Linked DNA regions of Mus musculus: region 1 is linked to region 2. Evidence: chromatin contacts called from public Micro-C data. All regions are on one chromosome and are shown on one strand. Each heading gives the region's core, a stretch centred on a gene start, on an enhancer-like site or on the middle of the called end of the contact. The rest is flanking DNA. Distances are from core to core; before and after follow the strand shown. Region 1 overlaps Mgll (monoglyceride lipase). Region 2 overlaps Kbtbd12 (kelch repeat and BTB (POZ) domain containing 12).

What was found. A called contact is a pair of places that touch in the nucleus more often than the background predicts.
Region 1: a contact with region 2 is called in a Micro-C map of muscle stem cells, with 5 times the contacts expected there. The contact joins two enhancer-like sites. A contact is called at or near these places in 1 of 15 datasets of contacts at CTCF or cohesin (pro-B cells), 2 of 484 Hi-C or Micro-C datasets (the HL-1 cell line and muscle stem cells), 4 of 115 datasets of contacts at active chromatin or transcription factors (embryonic basal ganglia, embryonic stem cells, neural progenitor cells and 1 more) and 1 of 9 other capture datasets (adipose tissue).

The regions. Positions count from the first base shown.
Region 1 is chr6:88,783,353-88,789,643 of GRCm38.p6, forward strand. All of the region lies in intron 3 of Mgll (monoglyceride lipase), which reads left to right. Among named protein-coding and RNA genes, the nearest start is that of Gm26588, 44 kb to the left of the region's middle. Within about 2 kb of position 1,764, at least 69 of the 459 cell types and tissues checked have an H3K27ac peak or open chromatin away from gene starts, as enhancers often do. A contact at or near this core is called in muscle stem cells, where this site is marked.
Region 2 is chr6:88,583,192-88,589,004 of GRCm38.p6, forward strand. It overlaps Kbtbd12 (kelch repeat and BTB (POZ) domain containing 12), which reads right to left. Exons shown (of 6, transcript NM_001278671.2): 5 at 3,589-3,786. Among named protein-coding and RNA genes, the nearest start is that of Kbtbd12, 41 kb to the right of the region's middle. Within about 2 kb of position 4,075, at least 12 of the 459 cell types and tissues checked have an H3K27ac peak or open chromatin away from gene starts, as enhancers often do. A contact at or near this core is called in muscle stem cells, where this site is marked.

The DNA of each region.
Region 1 (6,291 bases), core at 514-3,013, 200 kb after region 2:
CAGACACAGAGGAAAGAAGCTTGCTCTCTGTTTGCCTGCTTGCTCTTAACTCTTGCTAGCACACCCCTTCCTTCCCCGGCAGCATTAGAGCTTACTTCTTCAGGATTCCAGTATGCATTGAAGACCAACTGAGACATCCAGCCTTGTGGACTGGATTCTTGGGCCTTCTGTTCATAAGCAGCCATTGTTGGAATTGCGGGACCACAGCCTGTACGCCATTCTAAAAAAATGTGTGTGTGTGTGTGTGTGTGTGTGTACACGTATGTATATATGGGATTTACTAGAGAGAGAATATGCTATAATTTCTGTTCCTCTAGAAAACCATGACAAATGCAAAAGCACAGAGAGACTAGACAAACTAGACTGCACAGTCACTCACTTAGACATCCACAGAGACAGACAGACATAAGACAAGCATTTAACCAAAAATTGCCAACTAGGATTCCCCAGTGTCTTGACTCCCACAGGAAGGCGCTGGGGAAGGGTCCCTGTCCATGTTCACTTCCAAACGAGAGACTAGCCCAGACAGAGATGTCAGAGAGGCCCATGAGGACTTGGTCAGTTTTGATGTTGGCAAACAGTGTTCATTCTGGGATTCTCTGGCCCTGGTGTGAGTTACCTGGACCAGGGATGTTTCAGGGATCACCGCTTCTGTAATAGTTCACCAAACCAGAGAGACTCAGAGTGAGGCTGGGCAACCCGTCGTCCCCCCCCCCCCCCCCCCCCCGTCCCCCATGCCCCAGTGGCAAAAATCTCATTCAGGCCTTCAGATGTTGTGTCCAGGCAGGACCCAAGAGTGTCACCTAAAAGTCCGACAGAGGAGAGTCCTTTATTTGCCAGTGGCCGAGAGCAGGCTCATGCAAGAAAGAACTCTCAACTCTGGAGAAGGGAAGGGAGGGTAGGGTTTCTAAAGCCAAAACCACAACTACATCACACCAGAGGCAGGCCAGGGACTGGAGTTTCAAAAGTTTCAGTTCAGTTGACTAAAATAATTTATTTTATGCAGTGGATCTTCCAGAACCTTCAAGTGCAGATGTATGAGAACGACCTGTTTAGCAGGATGTGTGCTTAGCAGGGACTAGGGAGCAGCTGGGCAAAATGTAAGATGGAATTAGCTAACACTTGGGCAAAATGGAGTCACTCAGGCCACCCCCTCAGATCTCCAGAGGAGTGCCTGCCCCATCAGACAGGAGGCCAAAACAAGAGGATCTTGAGCTCAGAGCTACCCTGCTTTAGTCTACAGAGTGAAACCCTATTTTGAAATAGAATTAAAAACAGGAAAGACATATATCTGGAGGCACTGTCCCCTGTGGGGCCCACTCCTGGAGCACTCCGCTCTCCCCTGGCTGTTGAGCTGGCTCAGCAGATCCACTGAGTATGTCCGCACGTGTGCCACTGCAGTTCCGCAGAGCTGGCTCCCCACCATGCACAGGCACAGTCTAAATTTAAGTCCCCTGCATCCTCGTTAGGTAACAAGGACCTGGACTGTGTCCTGCTTCTGTCTAAATCCTGAATGTGTTCCTACAGGCAGTCACAGAAGGTGGAGCATGTGTCTGCCCTCAGCCACCAAGCAGTGGGACAGAATGTGATCTTCTTGCACTACTGAGGAGGCGGAGGGAGGCTGGGGAGGTGAGAGGGGCAGCTTCCGAGGCCAGAGCTGGGAAAAAGTCCCACTGCTCCTGTTACCAGGCAAGGGCCTGGCTCTCTGTCCCTACTTCCTGTATGTGTGGGGGAGCTGTCTTCTGTGTGCAGCTGCCTCTGCAGAGTGGATCCACCAGGAGGCCTCTCCCCTTCTCATCCTCAGGGACGAGAATGCTCTTCAGGTCCTTAACAACTGAAGCCACAGGTTGGGCCCTGGCCATGAGCGCTATGCTCCTAGCTTTGCGGTCGCTGCCTGTGAAGGTTTAGCAGGACGTGGCTTTAGAGGGCCCTGAGCTCCTCAAAGGAACTTTGAAGAAGTATGATGGGGCTGTCTCTGTTTAAACACACCTTGAGGAGCCCACATAGTTGTGTGGGGTGCATTGCTGAATACTGGATAAAGGGATAGGGTGTTTGGTGAGCTGAGTCTTTCTGCCACCACAGGGCTCAAACTGCAGCACGGGACCAGGAAGGGACCAGCCCGTCAACAACTAAAAATAAATGGTTGGGCCTCTGCCAACACTCAGGAAAAGCGTAATGAGTGGAAGGCTGGAAAGAGGGGGCAGGGTGGTACCCAGCTGGTCCTCAAGTGGAACAGACTGGCATCTGGGCAGGCAGGGTGCTTCCTAGGCCTCTGTTGCTCATGTCACCAACTTGCCTGTAGCACGGTGGTAACACATGCTCAGAAGGCCTTCATAACGTTCTCTTGCTTTCTGCTCTGCAAATTGATGGGGGGGGAGGGGCAGGTGATGGAGATTGAGGCAGGATCAGCTCTCTGAGTACAACTGCATTCTTAGGGCCACATCTATTGCCCCTACTGTGGTAAGAGGACCCTAGCGTCATGAGTGACATCCTGGAGTGCCAAGAGCCCTTAGTGCCTGACTGGACTCCCAAGAGAGAGGCTATACGCATGGGAGAGGAGCTATATACACTCAAGGCCTTCAGAGAGCTTGACCCCAGGGGTCCCTGCCCAAGGTGTGATCGGGAAGGATATACAGGAACCATGGAAAGAACAGATTGGCATGAGCTGCCTCTCTGTCTTCTCAGTGTGAACACAGACGTGCTAAGACGTGCCTGTGGGAACGCAGCTTGCTAGCTCTGGCCTGAGGCAGTCAACTTAGAGGCAGCTGCTGTTGTCCTCAGGGGCTCTGCAGCTCCCATGTGGGCTCTGGCACCATAAAGGATGATGATACAGCAGAAGCCTGGAGAGACCTTCATCCCAGTGCCTACAAGAACCTCACCCTCAACACAGGCCAGCACCCCGTTGAATGCTCTTAGGAAACAGAGCCTGTGGGAGAAGTCAGCTGCCCAGTGGACTCAGCATAGCCTGGCAGTCAGTCACCAGCCTCCAGGGTGCCTCCCACACCCAGATGCTGTCTCGGTGTCAGTCAGCCTCAGAGCCACCTCCCGCTCTAGCCACACCACCGTGCTGGGAACAGAGACCAAGGCCTGCTGGTGGCTGACCTTCCAGGCACCCAGCTGTTTAATGACAGTTATTGGAGCTGACAGGGGTGGGAGGGTGGGGTATGTGCTCTCTGTATATGGTAAAGGTCAGACTTGTGAACCAAATCCCTGGGAGGGTAAAGTGGGGTCAGAGAAGGCCTGTGTTTAAGCAACTGTCCCCTGACTGGAAATTCCATCATGTGGTACAAGTAACATTGCCCACAAATCAGCCAGTGTTCATTCCTGCAGTATCCCTGTTCGGGAAGCATGCTCAGAGACATTAGAAAAACGTGTCCAAGGAGACACAGCCATAGTGTGGCAAAGCCAGATTCCCATCTCCACCCTGCTTCTCCTTGCTTAGGGCTAATGGAAGCTGCTCTGAGGCGCTGCAGGACTTGCCTCTGAGAACCGTGGCTTGGACACAGCTCTCAAGCAAGTGGCCCTAGGTTCCTGCGCCACGTGACAGGAGAATTCCAGGAATAGCTCATGACAGGCAGTCTGGTGGGGTGTGGTGCCAGCTCCCCATCTTCTGCCAAGGCTCCTCAGATGTTCCGACTCTCCAAGGTGGCACCTGAACCCAGCTAGGGGACAGAGTTGGTGCCCATCTCAAGGATGAAAAGATAGTCCTCTACCCAGGTCCTCAGCACCTGTTTCCCACGACAGTTACATCCCCTGTGCCCCAGAGGGGCCAGTTGTCTATTGACACTCAGCTGTCTGGTATCCGATGGGGCGACTTGGTGTTCCATCCCTGTGTTGGGCCTGACGCATTCTCCTGATAACTCTTCCATAGCACTGAGCAAACCAGGCAGGGCAGACGTGACTCCTGCCAGGGACTCTGCCTTGCATTCTGCTTTTTCCAGAGCCCATATTCCAGGCTGGCTGTGGCCTTCGGGCATGGCCAAGTGTCTAGGGCAAGGCCTGCCACCGTGATCTGCCGAGGTGATGAGCTTCTTGGTCCCCAGTAGAGAAGCGCAGAGCCCCTTAGCCCCGTTCTAGCAACTGCTTGTCTGTGCAGATTGGGAGAAGCAAAGGGTGTGTTTATTCAGTAGAAACTTTCTTTACCAAAAAAGGAGAGGAATCCTTTGCCACGCTTTCTCCGGAGGTAGAGGGAGGATTCCACAGTTCTGCGTTAATAGGGGAAGCAGGATGGGCCACAGAGTCTGTAAGGCACTCAGTTGGCGCTGACTGGTGCTCCTGGCTCACCCGGAGGCAAGGGTCATCAGCCCTCTGGAGCGGAAGCATGTCTGCGAAGAGCCAGCTGCTTCTGTGTCCTCAATTATTCCTCCCAGCCAGCGGGGAGCCCGGAGTACCAGTGACAATCACTGATGCCCGTGACACACAATTTGGAAGGAGGCACGCCAGCTCTGCAGAGTGCTGTGTGCATCGCATAGTCTGAGAGCTCAGGGCACACCCATAAGGGGGCATCGGGGCTGAATGGGAGGTGCGGTGCAGATGAGTCTTTGAAACGCTGCCTGCGATCAGGGTTGAGGGTGAGCTCCCCAAGACACTGAGCATCTTGGGACCACAATCAGGGCTGGTTTGTTACAATGGAGGTTATATGAGAGAGCCTCAAGGACTACCCCCTCCCCCAACCTCCCAGAGTGATGTTACCCTCACGGCCAGAGCATTTTTGTACTAAAGCAAATGCTTGTCATTGACTTGACATGACAGTCTACTGGCGCTCTCTCATTGTTTTGCTCTAATATATATTTGATTTTCATATATATATGTGTATATATGTGTGTATATATATATGTGTGTATGTATATATATATATATATATTTTTTTTTAAAGAGCAAGAGAGAAAATCGTAGACGACTCCCCCACCCTCCTCGCTCTCGTACAACAGAGCTATTAAGAGGAGATTGCCACAGTGTCTTGCAGCACTTACAGCTCAGAGCACCAGCAGAGAGAAGCCGGGCTGCCAGTTAATTACAGGTACAGGCAGGCTGTTGCTGGAGGCTGGGTCCACAGGCTCCACCTTGTGTGGGAACAAGGCTAGCTGTGACTCGGCAGGCTCCTCTGAGCCTCCTTCATCCTCTGATTTACTGGGCACCCGCCACTGCCGCGCTGGGCCTTAGGCTCCATCCGTATCGGGCTTCTCCTGCCTCCTGATAGGCAGTATGCTCAAAGGCTTGGCTTCAGAGTCCTTTCCCACTGAAGTGCATGCATGAAGGAAAACAGCGTGAGGGGCAACGGGCCGTGGGGATGCTGTTCTTCCAGTCTGACCTTTCTGAGAAAGATGGCATGTGAACCTCACCTGAAGGAGAGGTGAAGAGCCAACAGGCCGTGCAAAGGTCCTGGGGGTACCTGGCTCAACGAAAGGAACAGTCCAGACACTGCAGATGGAGTGAGAAAGGGAGAAGGTGGTAGGAGATGGGACAGGGTGACAGGAAACGGGACCCCATGGGGTCCCACAAACCTCATTTCCCTCATCTACAAGACAGGAACATAAAACCTCAGGCAGGTCAAGCAGACTAACACATGCCAGGTACATGGGGGGCGGGGGCGGGGTCAAGGAGGGGGGCAGAGGTGCCACTCAGCCAGCCCTCTGCTGACACAGCTTAATTGGGCGACATTGCACTGAGACTCAGACCTATCCTGACTCTCTGTCAGAGAATGCTTTGGGTAGCAGGTGACCCAAGAGTGCTCCAAAGCCAAGACAGAAGCTCCTCAAAGAGAGGTCCACCTGCCACCTCTGTCTGTCTGTCTGTCTGTCTGTCTGTCTGTCTGTCTGTCTGTTGGTGCAGTCGTTGTACCTGAGATAGTTACAACTCTGTGGTGAAGGCAAGAGAGAGTGGCGCCCATCCAGTTGTGGATTGTTTGTGTCAGAGAGATGGCAGGCCTGAGGGGTGACCAGGGAAGCCCCTAGGCTGCCACTGTGGATGCACAGTGACACCATGTGTGCTGCAAAATGCAGCTGGAATATCCCTAGCGGTTTCCAATAACTAAGAGCGCCTTAGGTAAATAATGAAGAAGTTAGAAATCCGTCAGTACTTGTAAATTGCTGCTATGCTGACTGGCTCAGTGGTTCCTGCGAGGAGGGGCGTGCATGGGAGCTCTGGAGGCACCCGCTGGCTCAGGAGGCAGAGGGGCTGGACGGAGAGCACTTATGCAGGAGGCTCTCTGTGATCCTCATGAGGGGGACTGACAGGGCAGGGCCAGCAGGCATGAGCTCCATGGCTAGGAGCAGTCTAGCATTGCCCTGT
Region 2 (5,813 bases), core at 2,825-5,324:
TTTCTGGATAGTAACTCTGATGTCAACCATCAGAGTCTTTGAACCTTCTGTTTGTTTCTGGTACTTACTGTTGGCTCTTACATCATTGATGCCTTAACTAAATGACAATTACTATCTGGGTACCATTAAGCTGGTGGTTATTAGATCCCAATATAAACAGGTACCAATCACAAGGTCAAGGATTTAGCTCAGGATACAACTCAAGGGTGTGGAGGGAATGTTACTGTGAAGTGGTAAACCTCACTGCCCAAGGACAGGTAAATTCCTGGAATTTATCTCTGTGGGTCTTGAGAAATAGCAAGCCACATGTTTGGTTTTTTTTTTTTTTTAGTTTTAAAAAATTATTTTATTAAAAACACTAAACACGCAAAGAGGGGACCTCCCCCCCGCAAATTTAACAGTAACATACAAATAGGTGTTTTCTATAAACACTCAGGCATTTCACACATATACATGTATACATCACAAACTCTAGAACGTTCGAGGAGGGGATCATGGGTGTTTTGGTTTTCTGGCCCTTAGATCTATTTATTTATTTAAATTAGATATTTTCTTTATTTACATTTCAAATGTTATCCCTTTTCCTAGTTTCCTCTCCGAAAATCCCCTATTCCCCTTCCCCCTACCCCTGCTCCAGAGACAAAGTTCAGAGCAGAGACTGAAGGAAGGACTATCCAGAGACTGCCCCACCTGGGGATCCATCCCATAAACCACCACCAAATCCAGACACTATTGTGGATGCCAACAAAATTTTGCTCTCAGGAGCTTGAGAGGCTTTGCCAATACCTGGCAAATACAGAAGTGGAAGCCACATGTTTTTGCTCTCCTAAACAAGTTTGTTTACACCCAAAGAGCTTGCTTGGTTGTGGATGGGAGGGATGTAGGCAGGAAATATGTCAACATGTATGCTTGTCCCTGATTGGACCTGATAGGAAATTCGGTGGCCATGAGGTTTTGCCTTTTTCGGCCTCTGCATGAAACATGACTCATGACCATTTCCTGGGAATCTAGAGGTGGTCAGAGTCCATCATCCTGGCCAGTATTTAATTAAAGCTGCTTCAAATTTGGCTCAACATTGTGGAACTGGTCTTTTTCCTGTGATTTTTGGGATTAATAAGCGACACTGGATATGGAAGGAGGAACTCGTGTTGTTTTTTTATGTTTTTATAGCTTCCACTGCCCCGCTCTCGATGTCTAAAACATTTAAAAGCATTGTGAGTTAGGGGCTGGGGAGATTGCTCAGCAGTTAGGAACACTTGCTGCTCTTGCAGAGATACCAGATTTCAGCTCCTAGCACCCATGTTGGATCCCGCCCTCTTGCCCACGGCCAGCTCCATTCGGTACTGCTACTCCTCAGCTTGGTGCACAGCAGCTGATTTTCTGGGGTCTACCTCATCCTCTCAGGAGCTTAAAAGGAGTTTAATCCTTTTTCTGCGATCTACTATTCTTGGTTTACATATTCAGTTTTGCTGAAACATATCTTGGTTTTTAAGAAAGGACACAGAAGAGACACTGACACACTGCGTGTCAGGAGAATGCCCTCAGTCTTGACTAAGCCCCGCAGGTCAAACTGCGCAGGTTGACAATGGTTCTCTGCAGAGCTTCTGAATACACTTGCTCCGCTTCCCTCGGCTTCCACCATCACAGTTCGGAACTCTGACTCTTGGTACTTTGGATAAAACTCTCCTTTCCTCAGAATGTTTTAGGATCTTCTGTTTGTCTCTAATGTCACAGTGATGTGCTTTGATTTGACCTCTTTTATCTGCTTCCCAGGGCATTTGGTAGCTTCCTTTTGACTAGGGACTTCAGTTCTGGGATTCTTATTCATTCACGCTGTGGATGACACACCCCGTCCACTTTCTCTGTTCTTTTTGTCAGGGGTCCTGCTACTCCAAGACTGGGCGTCCTGGACTTCATTTCTCTGCCTCTGATTTTACAATTATTTCTTTACTTTGCTTTCTTGGAAGTTTCCTCAAACATCTTTGCTCACATTTCCAGTGTAGACTCAATTTCTGGCCTAAATCTTAATTCGCAGGAACTCTCTCCCCCATCCATCCACCCTGCTCCTTCAGCACAGCATTTGCTTGCATCTCTCTGACTTCGACTTCTACTGGCGCAGTCCCTGCTCTTCTGGATGGCTCTGCTTTGTATGTTTCCCTCAAGTGCCAGTCCCCAGGACCCACATAGACAACCAGCTCCCCAAAGTTGCCCTTGGACTTCCACACTCAAGCCATTGAACCCACACATACTGAACACTTTAAATAAAATGCAATAAGACATATAAAGACCTTTTGGGAAAGTTCTTTGAAGGACAAATGGAGAAAAAGCGAAGCCTTTGATCACGGGAACCTTGCAGCACACAGAAGGGAAGCAAGAAGGCAGCACAGCCCGAGCATGCACTACCCAGCTCTAATAACGACCGCATCCATCTCTGGCTTTTTACCCGGGTTCTGAAGGATTGAACTCAGGCCCCCATACTTGCAAGGCAAGTAGTTTACCAACAAAGCCAACTCCCTAACCCATTAAGTCTCTTCTAATTCACAAAGAAAGCTGGGCAGTGGTGGCACACGCCTTTAATCTTAGCACTTGGGAGGCAGAGACAGGCAGATTTTTGAGTTCAAGGCCAGCCTGGTCTACAGAATGAGTTCCAGGACAGCCAGGGCTATGCAGAGATACCCTGTCTTGAAAACCAAAAAAACCCAAAAAAACCAAAAAACCCCAAAAAACCAAAAAAGAAAGAAAGAAAGAAAGAAAGAAAAAGAAAGAAAGAAAGAAAGAAAAAGAAAGAAAGAAAGAAAGAAAGAAAGAAGGAAAAAGAAAGAAAGAAAGCCTCATTCTTTAAATTAGTTACCTAAAACTGAATGCTTACAAAATGAAGGCAAATCTGACTTCTTTCAAAATGCAAAATTGTAAGTGCTCTGGGGCGTGTGTCTCACAGGTATATATTGGCCTAACACTTAGTTGGTGAGGTCAGAATCAGCTAGTTAGTCTACTATGAAGGTATCCATCTGCTTTATTTACTGATGTAGCCAATGAGACATTGGCCTCTAGATTCATGCATGCTTAAAAGCCTCCCTGCACCATGCTGCAGAATGCAATGATGGTATTGGATGTGTGCATTCAGTAATAAGCACACACACTAGGCATCATCTTAGAAATGCTTTCAAGCAATTTACTTCCCTGGATGCTAGCGGACAGTGTCAGGGTCATTTGCTAGCTGAAAGCATAACACCCAACACTTCCCGTCATTCCTCTGCTCCCACGTCCCTCCTGTTCAGAAATGCTTCTTTTAGTCCTACTAAAGCAATTTGCCCTCTTTCCTATTTTTTTTTTTCTCCCCATACTCAACTACTATGGGCTGAGTGGCTGCCATGGGCTAGATGCGTTACAAACTTCATCCCACAGAATCCTTGTCATCTCATAGAGGTGAAGCCCCAGAGAATGTAGGGAACTGCTCCAGGCCACTGGGCTCCGAAAGCCAGACTTTTGCCAGTGCCTCACTGCTCTGGAAACTGACCATCCTATCAGGTAATGGAGGTAAAAGTCACTGCCAAGAGGGCCATGACAGATTTACAGCTAGGCCAGTACCTGCTCCATGAAATCCACCGCAGACATAGAGCTTCCCGTCCACGGCGCCAGCACTGGTGGAATTGGTTCGCAGTGAGAGGAGGGGACTCGGCATAGGCGGGCCTTCCCTCCAGAAGTCCCCATCGGGGTTGTAGATCTCCACCACATCAAGGCATTTCCGAACTTGTCCCTTGTCTCGGCCCACACAGCCAATTCCACCTAAGAGAGTGAAGCACAGAAATGGGGTGTTTGGGAGCAGAAGTCTCACAATGGACACCCTTCTCCTCTTCTAGGGCTGTGGGCAGTACCGGCTTCTGGCCTTGACTTGTTTTTGCTGCCTATTTCAAAGACAAGTTTAATGTCACTGTAATGCCACATTTCCTGTTACTGCTTAGGCAAGATTTATTCCTCGCAGACCCTGCAAAGTTGGTTCACACAATGAGCATTCCCTTCCCAGTAAGGATATTGGTTGAATGACTCAGACACCTGCCTCATTGTGAGCAATGAGTTCACTCATGCAGCTGTCAAGGACTCTCTCTTCCGTGACTCATCATGGCAGGCTGGCTTCTTCACTGCATGCATACTTTTCCATGTGAAAAGAAGGGCTCTTTGGTAAATTTCAGGTTTGGGATTAGAGGGAGACCAGAAAGACTGGGAAGTGAGATGTGTGGGCCCCTTCCTTACTGGACACCATGCTTTATTCAGCAGATGCTCACTAACTCCTCGTTGATGGCAAGATAATGGCAAGTGACAAGGAGTTTGGAAAGATTGACAAGGCTATTGCTCCTGCTCTTGAGAAATTAATGAAGTGAAGGCAGAACACGGTGGCACATGACTTTAATCCCAGCACTGGGGAGGTAGAGGCAGGCAAGATCTCTGTGAGTTCAAGGTTAGCCTAGTTGACATAGCAAGTGCCAGGTCAGCCAGGGCCACATCACGAAACACTGTCTCCAAACAAGAAGTTAACAGAGTGAAAGGGGCCATATATGTAAATAAATAGAAAGGCAGGCAGGCAGGCAGGCAGGCATCTTAAGGGCTACTTCAAATGGAAATAAGGAGCAGATAAAATATGTACAGAGTTAGGACTTTGAAGTCCAATTGCATAAGATTTTCCAATCCACTGTGATCAGAAACACCAGTCACATAGAGAAAACTAAGACACACTTAAGGCCTTCATTATAGATTCCATTTGCTGAGAAGTTTTTCACATGGTCTCCTTGCCTCTCTTTCTCACTGCTACTTAGACTCTGTCCTTCACTGAATTCATCAGGCAGACCTTCATTATCACCTGCTCCGTCATCTTCTTCTCTGATCCTGCCTTCAGCTCCTCCCACAGATCCTCCCACATCATGTGTCTGGAATGAATGAATGAGTATGAAATGTCCCTTCCCCACGCTCTCCCTGACACTCTTCCCTGTCTGTCCAGTTCTTGGTCCTGTAAACTCATGAAGGGCAAAGGTCACATGGTTTTGGTTGAGCCTGCCATACACTACTCAATGAATTTAGGGGTGCAATGGGAGCCGCATGATTTACTATGAGTGGGTCTTAAGCCAGGTTTTGAAGGTGAAAAAAGACTGGAGGGGTCCCCCCACCTCTTTACTGACGTTACTTGACCAATTCTTTCAGCATGAACCCAGAGATTAAGATATCTACGCAGGATGTGCTTGGCTGCCTTCTCTCCTATCTGCTCTGAGAAGTAATTTAGGCTACTTTGAAGCCGAATCTACACTGCTGTGTTTTGGAGAAAGGGTCACATCGGCCTTAGCACAGTTCTCGTGTTCATGGCCAGGACCACTCTCAATGTGACTCTGTGGTAGTGGGATACTTCTTCACCTTAGGGAAAATGGAACTAGCCAAGAAGTCATGTAGAAGAGGGTTTGTGTGTGGCAGCAGAGACCTGCAAGGTAAGAAGATGGCGAGTCCCTTCTCTGAGAGGTAAGATGCTTTAGGGCTGGTGTATGTTGCAACTAGTTAGATCAGGGAGTGAAGCAAAAAGTCTAGACTGAAGTCAGTAGGAGTCAGGCTGAGGCAGGTAAAGTGCCAGCACCTTGATTCTAAGTCAGAGTTCCACCTTAAATCCTCTCAGAGAGGTTGCCCCAGTGTGACACAAGCAGAGTGCTTATAAGTCTTGACTGTCTGAGATAATGAGAGTTCTTGTCACCTTTGCGCTGCTACTGAGTGTATTTAATTACTACAGTCGAAACTAACCTTGTGAAATGTGCCCGTTCTCATTGGTGAACAGACAC